Regions from separate parts of the Sus scrofa genome. Here region 2 is linked to region 1. Evidence: chromatin contacts called from public HiChIP or PLAC-seq data. All regions are on one chromosome and are shown on one strand. Each heading gives the region's core, a stretch centred on a gene start, on an enhancer-like site or on the middle of the called end of the contact. The rest is flanking DNA. Distances are from core to core; before and after follow the strand shown.

Region 1 (3,827 bases), core at 757-3,256:
TGACATTTTAGGACAGCCACGTTGTGCTGTGTGGACAGTGGGCTAGAGGAAACCGGCTGGAGGCAGGAAACTAGTCAGAGAGCTCCAACAGTCATTCAGGTGAGAGATGAGGGTGGCCTGAGCCAGGTTGATGTCCGTGGACATGAGAGAGGAGGGTGAAGCTGTCTCATCTGGCAGGCAGAGGATTCAGGGCTTGCTGAAGGATAGTAGCATGCAGAGTGCAGGAGGGGACAAGGTCAAGGTTGATTTACTGACCTAAGCCCCTGGGTAGGGATGCTACCATTTATACTGACCACTCCTAAAAGGCAAGAATAACCTCCTCCGAAGTTTTGGAACCCTTGGTGAAGAACAGGAGTGGAGGGCAAGGAGAGGAAGAAACAGAGTGGGGTCAGAATCGCAGGCCAGGGAGCTCCCATCGTGGTGCAGCGGAAACGAATCCCACTAGGCACCAAGAGGTTGCAGGTTTGATTCCCGACCTCACTCAGTGGGTTAAGGATCTGGTGTTGCCATGAGCTGTGGTGTAGGTCACAGACATGGCTCGGATCCTGTGTTGCTGTGGCTGTGGTGTAGGCCAGTGGCTACAGCTCTGATAGACCCCTAGCCTGGGAATCTCCATAAGCTACAGGTATGGCCCTAAAAAGCCAAAAAAAGAAAAAAAAAGAAAAAAAAAAAACCCTGCAGGCCAGGAGCAGGAGGGCAGTGACCTGCAGACAAACCTGGCCTACTCACTGCAGACAGTACCAGAGGGGCAAGGCTGGGTGTTGGGGGGGGGTGCCCTTCAAAGAACGCGGAGTGCTGCAGGGAACCAGAGGTCAAGGAGTCCCTCCAGGACCTCCTTCATGTGACACACCAGAGGATTTAGGCCCCCGGCAACAGGTAGACCTGTTACGTTGATGAACCCCCCGCCTTTGGCACAGTCCCTCGGTCTTTTTTTTCTTTTTTTGCTGTGCTGTGGCATATGGAATGCCCTGACCAGGGATCAGATCCCAGTTGCAGTTGCAACCCATGGCAATATCAAATCCTTAACCCCCAACCCCCACCCTACCGCTCCCCGTGCTGGGCTGGGGATCAAACCTGCATACCGGCATACCCGCAGGCCAGAAACGGGGAAGATGCCATTGCACCCCAGTGGGAACTCCTTGGCCTTTTTAAAGTGGCCACATGGGGGAGTTCCTTGGTGGTCTAGTGGTTAGGACTCCATGCTTTCACCGCTGCACTCAGGCCAAGGTTCAATCCCTGGTCTGGGAACTGAGATTCTACATCAAGCTGCTGCGAGCCACGGTCAAATTAATGAATGGCCACACACAGGAGTCCACCCTCGTAAAATATTTCCAGTTTCTCATTAGCAACCCTCAGCATTTGGCGCCCCCCCATCTCTCCTCTCATAGACCCATCTTCCTCTGAAGGGGCAAAGCCCCATGCACCGCTAAGTCTTTACTCTCGGCTTCCCCTGCCAGCCACACCCTTCTACTCCTTTCTGCCTGGAGAGTCTTATGTTCTCCGGGATCACTGAAGGAGTCTCCATGCCATAGCCAACAGCCACTTCCCACCCCGAGATCCCGCTTCCATCTCTTTTCGGATGGTGGTTGCTGCATCTGTCAGTGTCCCGCGGCCCCGGAATGGGTGCGACGGTGTTGTTTCGATCCGGAATCCCAACAGACGCCCAGGAAATCGGTACTACGTTTGTGACCCAGGCGGGCTCCCCCGTGCATCTGCAGATTCTTAGGTCAGGGCTCGCTCCTCCGCACCCTCTGAGCGCCTCGCGTTCGGGTGCGCAGCCGCAGTGGGCCCCGCTGACCAGCCGGGCTCCCCAGGGGGGCTGGAGGGGACAAGAGGGGCCTGGACGGCGAGAAGCCGCCAGCAAGGCAGGCGCCCAGCGCTCCCGGCTCACGTGACCGCCCCCCGCCCACTGCGGACCCAGTCACGTGACGGCCCAGCCGGCGAGCGTTTTCTCACGTGACGAGGCGCCAGCGTGTGGCCCAATGAGGAGGCGGGGGCGGGGCTGCCGGGGGCGGTGCGCGGGAAGGAAACCCGGGGCCTCCGCGGCTGCGGGGGAGACCCGGAGGGAGGGCGGCCGGGAGCCGGGGTACGGGGTGGGGCCCGCCGCCAGTCTCAGCCTGGTCGCGGGGAGCAACATGAAGTGTTTGGTCACGGGCGGCAACGTGAAGGGTGAGTTGAGGCCGGCCGGGGGCCGGGACACGTGGGACGGCCCAAGGCTCGAGCCCAACCCGGGTTTCTCCTCTCGTTCCCGCAGTGCTCGGCAAGGCTGTCCACTCCCTGTCCCGTATCGGGGACGAACTCTACCTGGAGCCCCTGGAAGATGGGGTGAGGGGCCAGGGTATTGGGGGAGGGTGGGTTTCCAACAGGGAACCCTAAACTGGGCTCGGAGTCTCGTTCCCATCAGGCAGGATGCTGTTATGCAGATTTGTCTGCTGAGTTACAGTTTCCTCCCCTGTTGTTGAGGTGTCGGCTTGGGCCCGGTCCTCTTCCCAGGCCGATGTGTGAGCTGAGAGCATCTGTCCTCACTCAAGTGTCTGGTGGCGGGTGGGTGACAAGGTAAAATGCGTAGGTGCTGAGGCCGACTCCGGGAAGGCGTCATGGTGAAGGTATCCGCTGACCGCCAGGAGAGGGAGGGTTTTCAACAGCTGATGGAAACGGAGGATAGCAGGGCAAGAGGGAGCAAAAGCCGGCCAGAGGGCTGGGCCTGTCACTGCTGGTGACCGCATCCCTCTCCCTGCTTTTCCTGGTCCAGCTCTCCCTCCGGACTGTGAACTCCTCCCGCTCCGCCTATGCCTGCTTCCTCTTTGCCCCGCTCTTCTTCCAGCAGTACCAGGCGGCCACCCCTGGTCAGGACCCATTGCGCTGTAAGATCCTGATGAAGGTGAGGCCCATTCCTCAGCCGTGGTCATGACTCCCCCAGGAACTCTGCCAGCAGTGTGCTTGCTCTGGGGCAGCTAGTAGGTGGCAGCTAGGGGGAGATATGTATGCAGGAGCAGGAGGGATCCCCTTCAAAATGCAGCAAGGGTGTAGTAAAGACAGCCACGGAGGGGAGGAGTTCCTGTCGTGGCACATTGGAAACAAATCTGACTAGTATCCATGAGGACACAGGTTCGATCCCTGGCCTCTCTCAGTGGGTTAAGGATCCGGCGTTGCTGTGAGCTGTGGTGTAGGTCGCAGATGAGGCTCGGATCTGGCATGGCTGTGGCTGTGGTGTAGGCCGGCAGCTGCCGCTCCGATTCAACCCCTAGCCTGGGAACCTCCATATACCGTGGGTGCGCCCCTAGAAAGCAAAGCAAAAAAAAAAAGATGGCCACTGGGAGTTCCCGTCGTGGCGCAGTGGTTAACGAATCCGACTAGGAACCATGAGGTTGCGGGTTCGGTCCCTGGCCTTGCTCAGTGGGTTAAAGGATCTGGCGTTGCCGTGAGCTGTGGTGTAGGTTGCAGATGTGGCTCGGATCCCACGTTGCTGTAGCACTGGCGTAGGCTGGTGGCTACAGCTCCGATTTGACCCCTAGCCTGGGAACCTCCATATGCCGCAGGAACGGCCAAGAAATGGCAAAAAGACAAAAAAAAAAAAAAAAGACGGCCACAGTGGGTGATGGAGATGTGGAGAGTGATTGATTCAGCCAGGGTCCTGGAGGGAGTGAGGTCATTCAAGTTGGTTCTTGAAAGCTAAGCAGATCTTTCGAGGTCTCCCAGATAAGGAGAACAGCATGAACAAAGGCCCAGAAGGGTGGATGTGTCTGCCTGTGTGTGCGTGGAAGGTCTTTTCCTGGTGTGACAGTGAGAGGGCCGGGGGCGGGGGTAAGGGGCCTTGAGAGCTGGTT
Region 2 (3,600 bases), core at 502-3,001, 230 kb before region 1:
GAGCCCGGGCTGAGGGGGAGACGCGAGGGGAGCCCGGGCCCCCAGCCCGGCGCGCCGCGCCGCTCCCGCCCTCTCCGCCCCCCGGGGCCGGGGCCCGCGTTCCGGGGGGCCGGGGTGGCGCGGGCAGCCTCGGGTCGGCCGGTCTCAGCTGATCGGCCGCCGCTCCCGGGCTCTGGAGGCGGCCGAGCCGCTGCTCGCCGAGGGCACGGTGAAGAGGGCGCTCCCCGCGGCCGGGGCTGGCCGGGGCTCGGGCTCGGGCTGCCGACCGCTGGCCCGGGGGAGGCGGGGGCGCCCCGGGCTCGGCGCCGAGGGGTCGCGCTCCCCTCTCCTGACGCCTCCGACTCCCGGTCTCCAAAGCCAGAAGAGGAGGTTTGATTCAGCAACTGTTTCCTCTCTTTTCCGGGTCGCTCTGACCCTCTGGATACTGGGTTGATCCACGGAAAAAACCGAAGACGACGTTTGGGATTTAATTTCTCCTCTCAGTTTTTTGGAATCTTTTACTTCTCACTTGGACAAGAACTCACGAGCAAAATCCCCGGTGAGATTCCCCCCCCCCCTTTGGAAGTTTGGTTCGCTGTGTTATCTAAAGACTTAATGTAAAGTTTCTATTTCTTTTTCCAACGGGTGAATGAACCATTGAAACGCCTTTCCCTGGGGGAACCCGGCGAGATTTGCCATTTTTTCTCTCCGGCCCAGTCCGCTCTGAAGCCTGGGCAGTCCTCGCCCGGGGGGTGCAAACACGGTTTCCCTCCCGACTTGGGGCGAGGGCTTCCTCCAGGAGGGCTCTGCCACGAACTGCACTTGAACTGTGTCATCGGGTCCTCTGGTCTTGTTGCAGTTTTGGAAGGATGCTATTAACGTGGCCATAATATAGTTACTAAAAGGGGGGAAAAAACCCTGCTTTCCCTATGGAAGCCATTATCCCTGAGAATAATTTGAAAAAAGAAAACCTTTCTTGGTATTAGGGATCGACTGTCGCGCAAACCGGTCTGTCTTTAATTTTTGAAAAAGATGTATTTTGCTAATTTCTATAGGTAAAAGTTGTTTATTTTATTACTCTAAACAGAAAGCTCTGATAAATTTTTGTTTCTGATTGGCAACTCTCTTGCGTTTGTTTCAGAGTTGTACACATCTCGTGTTGGGGTGGAGGGTTGGTTTGGGAATGAAAAGATACGAGGAGTCTGGGAAGGAAGGCGACGATTGTGTACGGATTTACCAGAAGTGTATGGGAAATTGATTTGGAGTCTAATTCTTGTTCTCTTTTTTGTATAGTTTATCTTTTCTTTTCCTTTAGCTTCTAATAGCCAATGAGAGAGAACTCATTTGGTGTGGATCTGGGTTAGTTCAGTGGCTGCTTCACCTGATCAGCTCTCTAAGAGAGAAAAATCTTGCCCCCCCCCCTTGGCTAATGCTTCCATGAAGGGGAGTCTTGCTTATTGTAATCCTGTGGGGAGAAATAAGTGGTGTAGCCCGTCTGTGAGGAACTGAAACCAACATTTTTTGCCTATAGGCCTCAGACAATTGTAATGTGATTAATGTTGATCATGACCTGCCTGGAACCACTTGCTCCAGAGCTGAGAGGTCCCAAACTAATGAAAAGGAACTAGATTTCTCAGGAAGCCTTTAATTTACACCTAATCTTAAGTATCTCATTCTGTGAAAAGAAAGCTTGAGTTTGAGGATGAGTTCTCATCTCTGCTCATATCATTATTCTTTAGTGTTGCAATCTGGTTCCTAAGGAGGAAGAGGAAGGCAGCCCTGGAGTGGTTTCTTTCTGTAATTTCAACAGAAGAGTGAGAGATGGAACCCGAAGAAGAAAGGATTCGTTACAGCCAGAGATTGGTTAGTATTTTCTTGTCATTTTTTTTTTTTTTCCAATTTTGAGGCACAGTAACTATTTTGTTTCCAGTTGTGAACACACTGTGATTAAAACTTCTCAGGTGGCTTTTCTCTGCACCAGAGGGAGGAGGGAAGGTGTATTAATATCTCTTTTGGTTTTTAGGCCAAGTAGTTAGAGCCTTAATATTCATCCTGTTTGGAAATGGATTTGTATGTAGCCTTTAACTTCTGTAGAAACCATTGTAGATCAAAGAATTTTGTGGATTACAACATGATAAGGATTTCTAATTTTGCAATACTGACATTGTAATTAATCTAGTTGATTAATTTAGATTAGAATGTAAATTTTAGGGGCAAAACTGCTTGAGAAACGTTAGTTCTTTATAACTTTTAGATTATGGTGTGCCAAGAGTCATTGCTTTGAGCTGGGGAGTAGAACTATGGATTTTTTTTTTTTTTTTTTTTTTTTTAAACGCAGATCAACTCTTACAGGGTTGAAAGTGATTGAGAAAAGGTAGAATTCTGGATGCTGACAGAGTTGTGTATTTTGTATTTTGGGAGGGATATATGAGATAAGATATATTTCATTGAAAGAAATTTTTACTTAGTAATCATTTACTTTGTGCATAGGAATACTTTGTGCTTTGGGCCCTGCTTTCCTCTCAAGGTTTCCCTATTGGAGTTTAAGAATTTGATTTCCGTTTTTCCTAGTTAAAGAGAGCTTTATTAATATTCTCACCATATGTTCATTTCAGAAATATGAATTTATGTTTGTAGAGTGGGGAATGAAGAAAGCCACAGAATTTTATATATTATGTAAAATTGGGTGAACTGAAAGACCTGGATTACTAAAGGAATTTATGGTGGTTTTATTTGGCTCTGCATTTTAGACTGAATTTAGAGGAAAAAAGAGTGATTTGCTAACCATTTTCTGATCATCTCCGGACTATTCTTTTTTCCCCTCCTTAATGTAACTGTTAAAAAGGTATGGAGTGTATATCCAGTAGGCAATATGTTCTGGCAACCCTTGGTGTCAGAGATTTGCTTCTTGTCTGTGTGTTGAGATTATAATTCTTTATCTCCAACTTTTAGAAATAAAGTGTATCGTTAGTGGACTTTTGTACATTTAGGATTTATTTTTGCTTTGACGTTTCTTGGATTTAATTTTTCTTTGGGAAAAGAAAAGAAGATCCTGCAAAACTCTTTTCCCAGTTACTCACTGCTTCATGGAATTCGTTTTTATCATGTCAAGCTGGTAGGATTGTTGAGCTCTTTCGCATATGTCTGAGACATCTTGGGATCCAGTCTTTCAAAGCAAGTTTTCACGGTTTTTTTTAACAAGGTGGGCAGGTGGTGGTAAGGAGATCCAAGGAATCTGTGACTTTTGTCCCGGTAAGATTTTTTTTTTTAATTGTAAAATGATTGCTGCTTGTTGCACACTTTAACCTTTTCCTTATCTAGGATATTTTTTCTTTTGGTTTATGTACTTTTGTAGTACTGTAAGAGGATACATCAGATATTTTGGGAGAATCTTTCTCACTTAGAATTTTGGGCAGTGATGTTAGGGTTTAGGGTAACTAATGTCTGTTTTCCTTTCTAACATTATATGACAAAATTATATCTGAAGTGTAAATCCCTTCCGTAACATAACTTTTGATATGAGAGCATATTGGCAGTTTATTTGAATGGCAGTCTGCCTTCCAAGCTTTTAATGTCTCTGTGGCAAGAGCTCACATTACAGAATTCTCTATTGATTAAGTT

What was found. HiChIP or PLAC-seq counts read pairs in DNA pulled down with a chosen protein or histone mark.
Region 2: a contact with region 1 is called in an H3K27ac HiChIP or PLAC-seq map of alveolar macrophages. The contact joins the promoter of KDM2A here to the promoter of RAD9A in region 1. A contact is called at or near these places in 1 of 47 Hi-C or Micro-C datasets (retroperitoneal adipose tissue) and 1 of 2 datasets of contacts at active chromatin or transcription factors (alveolar macrophages).

What each region holds. Positions count from the first base shown.
Region 1 is chr2:5,127,919-5,131,745 of Sscrofa11.1, reverse strand. It overlaps RAD9A (cell cycle checkpoint control protein RAD9A), which reads left to right and starts at 2,006. Exons shown (of 11, transcript XM_003122463.5): 1 at 2,006-2,169; 2 at 2,255-2,325; 3 at 2,753-2,881. The coding sequence starts at 2,136.
Region 2 is chr2:5,353,724-5,357,323 of Sscrofa11.1, reverse strand. KDM2A (lysine demethylase 2A) reads left to right here and starts at 1,751. Exons shown (of 20, transcript NM_001160090.1): 1 at 1,751-1,842. The coding sequence starts at 1,801.